Linked DNA regions of Bos taurus: region 2 is linked to region 1. The links are chromatin contacts, called in public Hi-C maps. All regions are on one chromosome and are shown on one strand. Each heading gives the region's core, a stretch centred on a gene start, on an enhancer-like site or on the middle of the called end of the contact. The rest is flanking DNA. Distances are from core to core; before and after follow the strand shown. Region 1 holds the start of GNB1 (G protein subunit beta 1). Region 2 overlaps GNB1 (G protein subunit beta 1).

Evidence for each region. Hi-C and Micro-C count contacts between places; a contact is called where the count stands out from the background.
Region 2: a Hi-C map of liver shows a contact between it and region 1, with 2.3 times the contacts expected there. The contact joins the enhancer-like site here to the promoter of GNB1 in region 1. A contact is called at or near these places in 5 of 11 Hi-C or Micro-C datasets (blastocyst, blood, liver and 1 more).

What each region holds. Positions count from the first base shown.
Region 1 is chr16:50,852,995-50,858,753 of ARS-UCD2.0, forward strand. It overlaps GNB1 (G protein subunit beta 1), which reads left to right and starts at 3,306. Exons shown (of 11, transcript NM_175777.3): 1 at 3,306-3,518.
Region 2 is chr16:50,888,775-50,894,533 of ARS-UCD2.0, forward strand. All of the region lies in intron 1 of GNB1 (G protein subunit beta 1), which reads left to right. Among named protein-coding and RNA genes, the nearest start is that of GNB1, 35 kb to the left of the region's middle. Within about 2 kb of position 2,652, at least 38 of the 102 cell types and tissues checked have an H3K27ac peak or open chromatin away from gene starts, as enhancers often do. A contact at or near this core is called in blastocyst and liver, where this site is marked.

The sequences.
Region 1 (5,759 bases), core at 2,056-4,555:
AGCAGGAATGGAGGGTGGGCGGGGAGGGCAGGGTCCCCAGAGCATCCTGTAGACCCTTGGGGTCTCAGGGACCCTGAGAGCTGATCAAGGCCCAGGGCATGTGTTTTCAGGGCCACAGGGCCCTGCTGCCTGGGGCCTCTGAGGCCTGTGTGCTTCAGATGGAGACGAGACCGGGCAGGGAATTTGGGAATGAGGACCCTGTGGCCCTGTCTCCTCCCTGCTGCCTTCCCTTCAACTTTGCCCCTCACACCTGGTCCATAAACACATAAAAGGGCTCTAGGCCCCAGCCATAGGGCAAGTTCCAGGGAAGGCCCTGCCACACCCTGCAGACCTACAGATTATCCAGGGGCAACAGGGCTGCACCCCAAAACTTCAGACAGCTGGGGCAGTCACTGGCTTGGTGTCCTGATGCGTGGCCTTGCCCTGTGGCCTTGATGTCCCTGAGGAAGGGCCTGATCAGGCTGATGGTGGCCTGTGGGACAGGGGAGCCCTGGGTCTGCCCTCAGATGGGCATGCAGGGACCCAGGATGACAGGATGGGGGTTTTCCTGCCATCCCCACAGCAGCGCAGAGTGGGCTCCATGGAGACCACTCATCGCGCTGCCCAGTTCCTTCTGCTCTCCCTCCCTCCCATTTTTCTCGCTCTCCCCCACCTGCTCTCCCCCTCCTCCAGCCACCACCCCTTTCTCCTCCCCTTCTCCCTTCCCTGCTCCTCCTCTCTACCTTTCAGTCCCTGGACTTAGGTGGGCATAGAGCTTGGGACAGCATGAGACCCACTGGACTCTCCAGGATGTCCCTCTCTCATCCCAAGTCTGGGGCCTTGGGACCCACCTGCCAAGGCATGTGGGATCTCAGTTCACTAACCAGGGATCAGACTAGGCTCTTAGCAGTGAAAGCTCAGAGTCCCAATCACTGGGCCACCTGATAATTCTATTTACTTTTTATTTTTAATATCTATCTAGTTATTGCAGCACGCCAGATCTTCAGCTGAGGCATGTAAACTCCCAGTTCCAGTATGTGGGATCTAGTTCCCTGACCAGGGATTGAACCTGTGTCCCTGCATTGGGAGTGTGGAGTCCTAGCTATTGGACCACCAGGAAATAACTGGTTTTTTTCCTCTCCTCCTCTTGAGCAGTGGGCAGCCCTCATCCTGGACACAGTGACCACTCCATTCTGATTCTCCCTGCTCCCCTACTCCCCTCCCCATCCTCACTCTGAGTCGTGTCCCCCTCGCCTGGAACGCAGCATGTTGCCCACACCCCTTCCCCCACTCATCAACACCTCTGGAGCTCCCTCTGTGTGCCCCCCGCCCTGGTACACAGGTGGAGCAGTGGGCAAGGGAGTCCAGCTCTGTTTTCAGCAAGTGAGCAGGGCAAGAAGCAAGCAGCCTGAGCATGAACCACATGAGGTCACGGGAGCCAGAGTAGCACTGGGGGGCCGGGGCGGGCTGGGGGAGGCTCCTCTGCAGAGGGGTCTTAGGGTTATGGGGGAGCCCCTCACAGGCAGGTAGAGCTACAAGGACCAAAGGCCAGAGCATGGAATGTGGAGACTGAGTGTTTAAGGAGCAGAGAGAAGCCAGATGCTGGGCGGTGAGGAGGATGGAACAGAAGTGCAATAGGAGCTGCCAGTGGTTTGAAGCAAAGGAGCAATCCTGCTGATGTTCAGTTCTGGTTCAGTTGAGCAGGGTGGACATCTCTGCTTCGGTCAGCACCCAACCGAGGGGGCAGTGATCATGGAAGATTTGTTACCCAGAGGGGGTGGTCTGCGTGTGTACGTATACATGTATGCTTGTACATGCACATGTTCCTTAGTCCACTGTCGGGGACCAGAAGTAATGGCACTCCAGGGGCAGCAAGCACAGCCTATGCCTGAATGCAGGCTTCTAAATACCTGCTCCACCAGAAGGAAACAGGGCCCCCTGGAGAACAAGTTAGGTCAAGGCTGGGGCAGGGAGGACCTGAGACAAGCCTGGAACTTCTTGTGCCAGAAATTGAGGAAGGGCTCCCAGGAAAGTGGAGACATGTCTGTGTGCTGGTAGGATGAATCAGTGTGTGTGTGTTGGGGGGAAGACGGACAAGGGGCACAGCCCCAGAGTGGGTGGGAAGGCATGGGCTCCAAGCTGAGGTCCAGGTCCACCCTAGACAGACAGTCAGGCTCACACACAAAAGGAAACAATCTGCTGCAGCTGTGAAAGAGGCTGGGGAGGGAGGGTCTACAGGGCCCCTTGAGGTTTATGGGGGCAACTGCATTGCCTGCCTGTTCTACTGTACAGGCCAGGGGGAGGAGAGGGCAGCACAGGGAGGGCTGCGGGCAGGGAGCTGATGTGGTTGCAAGGAGGTGATTAGGGTGGGGACCCCAAGCTCTTGCAGTGAAGGACGAGGGTGTCAGGAGTTGTTGGAACTGGGGAGGCAGAGGTCAGATGGAAAGGTGGAAGCCGGTGGGCTAAGGGCCCCAATCATAAACGTCCAGGAGGGGTCTGAGGACACCGGAGACTGCTGGCTGCTCACAGCTGACCTCCTTCCCCCTCCTCCACCAGGGGGTCTTTGATTCTCAGCTCCCTGGCAAACTCGGTCGCCGCATTTGCAGGGGTAGACTATTTGTCCCTACTGACAGTCGTTCTCGTTCTCGTGGTCACACCTCCATGCTCAGGTGGCCATTCCAGACAGAACCTTGACTACAGAAGCCGCACTGCCTGCACCTGCCCAGCTCACTGGAGCCCCACTGGCACCTCTGAGGACAGCCCTGACCCTGGGCTGTAGGGGCTCCACTCCGCAGGCAGACTGAAGCCAGGCGTCCCTGAGGCCGACACAGCGTGGGTGTGGGTCAGCATGGGCTGGGGGTATGTATACTCGTGTGTGTGCCGGGTGCACAATGCAGATGTGGAGCGCCCGGGGCTTTACGTGCGCGTGTACGGGGAGCGGAGTTCAGATGCTGAGCGCCGGGTGCGGTGGCAGGTTCCCGCCCTGCGTCCTTTATCTTAGTCCACCTGGCTGGGAGCCTAGCGAGTCGGCAGCCGGCAGACCACCCTACGCAGTGCCCCACGCTCCGGCCCCTGGGGAGCGGAGCCTGGCAGGGGGAGAGGCGGGTCTGACTTGGAGGCTACCAGGGAGGGTCTGAGAGGGTAGGGCGCTGCCCCTTTAAGCGGCTCGCGCACGCGCGCGGGGGGCTGGCGCTGGGACGAAGCGCGCGCGCCCCCCCGCGCGCGCGCCGGGGACTCTGCCGAGCGGGGCGTGCGCGCGCGGCGTGCGCGGTGACGCGACCGTGGGGTTTCCCGAGGCTGCGGGCAGGGGCCGCCGCGCCCATCCCGATGGCTGGAGGCGTCTGAGGGGCGGACGGAGGCGGCGGCGGCGGGAGCGGGAGCGGGCGCGGGAGTGGAGCAGCCGCCGCGGGACCGACCGGACCGAGCTTCGCCGGCGCACCTGCCCGCAGCGCCCGCGGAGCGGCCGGAGCGCGACCACCTCCCGTAGCGGCGGCCGAGGCGGCGGGGAGCGGGCGCAGCAGGCGGGACGCGGCGTCGAGGTGAGCGCGACGGCCCCAGCCCCAAAAGCGACCCCCGTCCCAGACCCCTAGCCCTGGCCGTCTCCCCCACCATTGGCCCTCCCTATCGCCCCCCCCCCGGTCGCCCGCTCGCCAGGGCCGCCCCGCCCCCACCCTCCCCGCCCCCACCCGGCTGCCTGGCCGAGTCTTCCTGCCCCGCCCGGGTGGGGTCCTCGGGGCGGGGGCGGCTGGGACCCCGCGGGCTTCGGCGGGCCCTGGGGCCGAGGTCCTGGGCTTCGGGCCGGGAGTTGGGGCGCCGGGGTCTAGAGTCCAGGTCCGGGCCTCTGGTCTGGGGTCCCGGGTGCAGGCCTGCGGTCCGGGTCCTGGGGTCCGCGGTGGGGGCGGGGCCGGAGACTCCGTGGTTTGGGGGTCTGGGGCCGGCGCCCCTCGGCCGGCTCCTAGGAGGTGGCTCGGAGGAGGGGTACCGAATGGTCCGAGAACAAAGGCGGCGGCGGCCCTGTCTCGCGCTGGGCGGTGGGCGCCATCCTTGGCCCACGGGAGGACGGGCTGCGAGAAAAGCGGCCTTTCGGAGGCTGGAGGAGAGGCCGGCGTCGCCGCGGCGGAGAAATGAGGAAGCGGCGCCTAGGGCGCGCGGGGCGGACAAAGCGCCCAGCGAACGCGGGTCCTGGCCCCACGGTCGCCGCCGGCCCGAACGGGGCCCCCCGAAACCCCGGTGCCGGCGCGCAGCCTGCGGGCGGCGTCCGGGCTCCCGCGCCCCGCGCCGAATGAATGGCCCTCGGCGGCCCGGCAAGATGGCGCGTCCGCCGCGCGGCCTTTGTCAGCCGCCGCCCGCGCCGCGGGGCTCTGGGGGCGCCGCCCGGGGGCGCCGCCCGGGGACCCCCACGGTCCCAGAGGGGTGGGGAGCGCTGAAGATTCCACCCGGGGGTCGCTGAGCCATCGGACTTTGAAAACCCTGTCTTTTTCCTTGCGAGTTGCTGTTTGACTCCAATGGTCTCCACACGTTTCTAGTGTCCTTTAAATTGCCGAGTTAGCATACCTGAGTAGCGGGAGCTTTCTGTGCTTAGTGTCTTTTTCATGGACCCTTTTGAGTTAGGATTGGGAGACTCACAGCCTGAAGGAAAACAGCAATGTATTTATGTGGGGAAACAGGGGTGTTTATTTGGGCAAAGGAAGTTGGTGGACATTTACAGTTAGAGAGTACATTACTGAGTTTATGCATACACGATGTATATATTTTCATATGTAGTTTTGGTTTAGGTTAGAGGCCTTTTTTTTTTTTTTTTTGTATTTCCATGTTGCTACGTGTTTAACAGTGATCTCAAGTAATATTTAATGATTAAGCGGTTGCCTATGAGATTATTAGGAAAAATATATAGCTATTTTTCATGATAAGCAAATAAATGGAAGTATTAGCTTTATGAGAAGTTCCTTCAACCCCAGACTCTAGATAAGGTCTGAAGACCATTGTTATCCGTAAGATTTCTACCTGAGTTCTCGTTTTCTAATTTGAGGCTGTAGTCTTTTTTGGTTTGGAGTGGGTTCTTATTTCAAAGGAAGGTTTCAGTTTGAGTCCTATTAAGATAGATAGGGCCTGTTCTGGATTTCTTCCGGAAGGTACACATTGCAAACAGAAAGCGAACAGGCAGTTCCTTTTTTGCTTCCTTACTAATACGGGTGTGTGGCTGGGGACAGGGCTGCTTGCCACCAACATGGAAACAGGTCTGAGAACCTCCAGACTGCAGACGGGAGCTTTTGGCCGGATTGAACTTTGTGACAGAGCTGTCAGAAATGGAGTGCAACTGGAAGGGTCAGAGGCCGCCCTGGCTGGATCCTGTTGGGGAAGATTTCCAGCTGCTGTGAGGCTGTCCAGCAGACTGCAGGGCCTTTCTCCTCCCGGGACTCACTCCCTCTGTCACACCAAGCCTCTGGTTTCACAGGCATTGTGATTGCTGCAAGTTTTTCTTTAGAAGGTGTGAATTGAGGAAAGCAGAGTTTTATGGTTGTGCCTGCAGCTCATTCCCAATTCTCCTGCTTGGGGGCGCGTGTTAGGCCTGCCTCTCTTCTGCAGAAATGGAGCAAGAGTATGCTAACAGAGAATATCGTTCAACTCTGCAGTTTTGCTTCAGAACTGACACTTTCTTAAATGAAAACACCCACCAGGTAGGAACCATTCTGCTTGTTTGTTACCTGAGTTTACGACAGAGCTATATTTATATTATCTTGCAAGTACTAAGAGGAATGTCCTCTTTAGTGAGACCTTAA
Region 2 (5,759 bases), core at 1,402-3,901, 35 kb after region 1:
GGCTCCAAAATCACTGTAGATGGTGACTGCAGCCATGAAATTAAAAGACGCTTGCTCCTTGGAAGAAAAGCTATGACCAACCTAGTCAGCATATTAAAAAGCAGAGACATCACTTTGCCAGCAAAGGTCCATCTGGTCAAAGCTATGGTTTTTCCAGTATTCAAGTATGGATGTGAGAGTTGAACTATATATAAAGAAAGCTGAGCGCCAAAGAATTGATGCTTTTGAACTGTGGTGTTGGAGAAGACTCTTGAGAGTCCTTTGGACTGCAAGGAGATGCAACCAGTCCATCCTGAATATTCATTGGAAGGACTGACACTAAAGCTGAAACTCCAATACTTTGGCTGCCTGATGCGAAGAACTGACTCACTGGAAAAGATCCTGATGCTGGGAAAGATTGAAAGCAGGAGAAGGGGACTACAGAGAATGAGATGGTTGGATGGCGTCACTGATTTGATGGACATGAGTTTGAGCAAGCTCCGGGAGTTGGTGATGGACAGGGAAGCCTGGCATGCTGCAGTCCATGGGGTCACAAAGAGTCAGACACAGCTGAGCGACTGAACTGATAATATATGAAAATATAAAATGATTAAAAGTCAGAATATACTGTTCATGTAACCTGGTTTTCTTGAACGTCTTCATTGTGTCATTGTTTTCCAGGACACATCCCTCAAAAGGCTCAACAGTATGTGAATCTTTTCCCTTTTCTTTCTGAATTAATGTAATTTTTCTTTCTTTGAAATATAACTTTATTTTATTTTTGACTGTCCTGGGTCTTTGTTGCTGTACAGTCTTCTCTAGCTCCGGGGAGTGGGGCCCCCTCTTGGTTGTAGCGTGCAGGCTTCTCATTGCAGGGGCTTCTTGTGGAGCAGGAGCTCTAGGGTGCTCGGGCTTCAGTAGTTGCGGCTCCCAGGCTCCAGAGCACAGGCTCAGTAGTTGTGGTGTACAGGCTTAGTTGCTCTGCATCATGTGGGATCTTCCCAGAACAGGGATCGAACCCATGTCCCCTCATTGGCAGGAGGATTCTTTACCACCAGGGAAGCCCCAATGTTATTTTTGGCTTTAAAAGAAAAATAACTGTCAGAATTTACATTCTTGATCACCCCATGTTTCACCAAATTGTTAATTACTACATTAGTATGATTGGGAGGAAGAAATACTGTCCACTAAAAAAAAGAGTGAACAAATGTTAAAGAAATATTTGGGAGGCCCCTTGATGCCAGACTCTTTGGCACCAAGAGTAGGGTGAAGAGTCTGGTGACTGCGCCCCTGGGCCAGGCTACGCGTGTGCAGACACTTCTCCTCTCAGGTCTCTGAAATTATGTGTCCTCACTTAACTCTTGTAGGTCAGGAGCTCACAGCATCCAGTTATGTGCAAAGATCTGCCCTCGCCCTTCTGTCATGGCCAGGGAAATGCCAGCTTCTCTCCAAGGAGTGCTTTCCTTACCCTGGACTTAAGCACAGTGGCTGAGTGTTTATTACTCCTGTGAGGGGAGGGGAGTTATTTATGTCATTTACTTGTTAATCATTCGTAATAAATGAATAACTTGGATGGAACTTTGATTTTTATAGCTTGGTTTTCTTATATTCAGTAAGCTTCTTGGTGAATTCCTACAACTAATGATTCTTTAATCAAAGAGTTCTATCTTGAGTGTTTGCTTGCTTAAAGTTTAATTAGGAAGGAAAGTCTGGGACCAAAATGATACGTGTATGGTGTGTATAGATCCTTCTTGAAACAGATTTTTGATGCCCGTTTCTTTGCTGTGTTTCCACTTCTTTTCTGTGATCCCCTTCTCCCTCCCCACCCTTTTCCCCCTTTTTTTGATGACTGAACTTTTTTGTATCAACAAGGTTGCATTTAAGAGAGGGGTAGCAATTGGAGTACATTCAGGAGTGGGGAAAACAAAGTTACTATGTCTATCCCTGTCTGTGTCCAGCAGGGTTTAGTTTATGCAGGTGAGAGCCTTGAGTTCCGGAGCAGGTTGGCATGTGGACCCCTTGCTTCAGTGCCTGGCAGCAGGCAGAGCTGTGTTGAGTGCGTGAATGAAGGCTCATAGACCATTCATTGCCGGAGGTTCTGTAAACAGTTTACAGCTTCCGTCCTGCTTCGGTGCTGCTGGACAGTGTGGCTGTACGTTTTCAAACTGGAAGTACAGGCTCAGCTAGGGGTTCCTGTGGGCTCGGTCCTGCTCCCTCAGTAAAACAAGCCGCACAACTCTGGTTGGTTCCCAGTCACGTGACAGTTGTGTTTGCCGTGCACTGCAAGTGTGCAGTAAGTGTGCAATAGTGTGCTCTCTAAACAACTGTGCAGACCTGAAATGAGAAACACTTCACTGCTAAAGAGTGAAGACCATTGAGCCTTCAGTGAGTCAAATTAGTAACAGCAGGGATCACTGATAACCATGACAAATACAGTAATAATTAAGAGATTTGAAATATTTCAAGAATTCCAAAATGTGACACAGAGACACAAAGTGAGCAAATGCTGTTGGGCAGATGGCGCCAATGGACTTGCTCAACATGGGCAGGCCTGCCACAGCCCTTCAGTTTGTAAGAAAACACAGCATCTCCAAGCGCAGTCAAGCAGTCTGCCTGTAAGTGCTCCCGCCTCAGTCTGGCCTGAACCGGCGCCGGCACGGGGCTGGGTTTGCAGAATGCGATTCTGACAGTGACCACGTGATCCGTACAGACGTCGGCTGAGCTGCACAGTGCAGAGCACTGCCGGCTTCTGGGCCGCCTGCAGGCGCAGAGTCTGTCCTTGCCCCCTTCCAGGCCCCCTTGTAAGTCACAGTGGCTTCAGAGACACTTCAGCTCATAGTGCTTTCCATGTTTGTAGGAAATATGCTCATGTCTTCAGCCTGGAAGTTTTGGAAGCAGGTTCCTATTCTTGAATGTGGGGGAATATCTTACTTTTTAAAATTTGTCTCTAACTCTTCAAGGGAAGAATACATTCATGTTTCTCAGATTTCTTTGTGAAGGACTAATGGTCAGGATCATGGTTCAGATCTGGCAGAGAGACCCAAGTTCACCTGGAGTGTTTGTGTCCATGTATTTGGCCATACTCAGACTCACTGAATCTGAGTCCTGGCGACGGTGCCCGGATGTGTGGTGGGTACAAGCACCTTGAATGGTACAGGCCCTTTCAGCTTTGTTCCATAGGAGTCAGATGTCAGAGCTCTCCCTTAGAGAGTTAAGTCAGGTGACGATAAATAAGATGGTTGGAGAGGAAAAGAGATGGCTGGGGAGTGAGTTAATAGTAGGCTCCATGAAGACTGTGAGCTGGAAGGAGGCCAGCAGTGGGAGTGAGTCCAGGGTAGGAGAAAGGGAGATCGGTGGGATTGGGTGGCAGCTTGGGGTAGGATTTTCTGTGCTGAAGAGGGTGGGGAATGGACTGTCAGGGGGGTTGGAAAGGCAAGCCTGTGATTGTGATGGGATTGAGCCTGAGAGTGCAGGACCTGGGGTGCAGCCAGGAAAGGGCGCAGCAGGGAGGAGGGGCAGCAGGAGAGCAGGGTCCCCTCATCTGGTGTTCAGGGAGCAGGAGGTGACTGGCATGCCGGGTGTTGCTCATACAAGTCAAATAAGGGAACCAAGGTCTGCAGTTGCCATTACCCAGGTGGGAGGCATGGGTTATGTGATTGGAGGCTAAGACAGGTGGGAATTTCAGAGACATTTTTGGCGAAGCCATAAAATGAGGACAGAGGTCATGGCCTGACTTGGCAGCACTTTATGTCTGGAATGCAGAAGCCCTGGGACAGGACAGGAACCATGGGGGGTGTGCCCCTCCCATGTGTCCGTGCTGCTGCTCTTTTTGCCGCTTAGCCCAAGCTGTGGTGGGTGGGTTGCCACAGGCCTCAGGTTCATGTCCCACTCGCTGCCTCTATTTCCACAGCATCAGGGGACACAGTTTGGTCTGACGTTGGCTGGAGGGTACTTGTCCTTGGTGTGGTCAGCTCTGACTGGGGTGAGGGGGAGCCTGGGACAGTCCTGAGACCAGGTTTTGGAAGAGGAGCAGTTGGGGCAGCTCTTAGGAACTCGGTTTGTAAGCTGACAGCCATGAAGGCTTGGCACCATCCAAGGTACTGCCTCTTGGGGTCATCGCGACAGTGGTCTGAGAACTGGACAAGCCAGGTGGCTGGGGAGCGTGGTGGTCAGGGGGATGTGATCAGCTCTGTCTCGAGGTCGAGTGTTGTTTCCTGGCAGAGGGGAAGAGAGGGCAAGGACATTCTGAGCAGAGGAACACATTTAATTTCTATCTGGTTTTCTTTTAAAAATTGCACACAGACTTGTGTTTAAATGACAGTAAGTATTGCGTCAGGGTAAGCCCCTGGGCTCAAATCCAGTTACCGGGTGTCACACCAGCTCTGACCCTTGGTCTTAGTGCAGCTTTGAGCCCAGTTACTGACCTTCCTCTGCCTTAGGTATCTTTTCTGTAATTTTGTAGAATTGAAATGCGAAGGAAGGATGATAGCAGTACGCACTCGTTGCGTTGCTGAGGAGTTAATCAGATGGCTATAAAGTACTTAGCAACATAGCATTGGGTGCATAATAGTTATTTGATAAATTTTATGGTTGATTAACCTTTTGATCTATATCTTTTTCACAGACATACATTAGAAATCTAGTTTGGGGGCGTAGACTCTATACGGGTTTAGTTGTCCATAACGTAAAGGGTACACTGCAGATGTGGTGCTTAGAGTGGTTCCTGAGACCCACATGCATGCCTGGGGGTCAGCCCTTCCGGATGTCACTATGACAGAGCACATTCACCCCCGAACCTGAGGCCAGAAGAGGATGGAGGAGAAGATTGTGTCTCATCTGGATCTCCTAAGTTCCAGTTGTGACATCTTTCTCATTTTTTCCACTTTTGGGGGAAAATGTCCTCTAGTCTCTTCCTGGACTTTGAGTGTATGATTTTTGCTTGGAGTTAGTTCAAGACAGCACTGTTTTCTCCCAGTTTCCAGTGTTGCTGTTGGGAAGTAAGATGCTGCCGACTCTTGATCCTGTGTAGCACCAGTTTGTTCCATGTGGAAACTTTGAGGGTCCTGCCTCTGGTGTTCTGAAATACGATGTATTTTGATAGCAGTATCTTTTCATTCATTATGCCTGGCCCATGGTGCGTCTTTTCCGCCTGGAGATTGAGATGGTTCCAGGAGGAAATGATCAATGCCAGGAAGAGGTGGTGGTATAGTTGTGCTCCAAGCATATTGCTGTTTTTATTCATTTTTCCGCACTGATGTATCCCTGGCTATATATTTCCATAGCTCGTCCTCCAAGAATGTGTTAAATGCTCAGTAGTTACTGCTGTGCTTGATGGTAAAGTTACTCTTTTATTGCAAACATTTGAGCTATTCTCCCAGGCAGACCTAAATTGGGAGAAAGTTGGAGCTCTGCAGGTCATATTGGACAGGTTACCACCCTTCTGCAAAAAATAAGTACTTTTCCTCATAACTTTTCCCCAAGAGATTTATTGTCACATGTGGAAACCACAATAAAGTGTGGCTTTTTTTTTTTAGGCTTTTAATGAACGCAAGAAAATAAAGGATAATTTAAAAACCAACTGAACATGGTTAGAAGTTTTTTATTCGGCAGCTAGAGTTAACCAGATCTGTTTCTGGTTGGAGCATCACAGGCATTCCTGGGCGCCCCTTGCACCTTCACACGGAGCTGGCTCACCCCAGACTGTGACAGTGGGAATGGCAGCCCAGCACGTTCTTTCATTTTCACACTGCTCAGGAATGATGGTGTGGACATGAGACTCC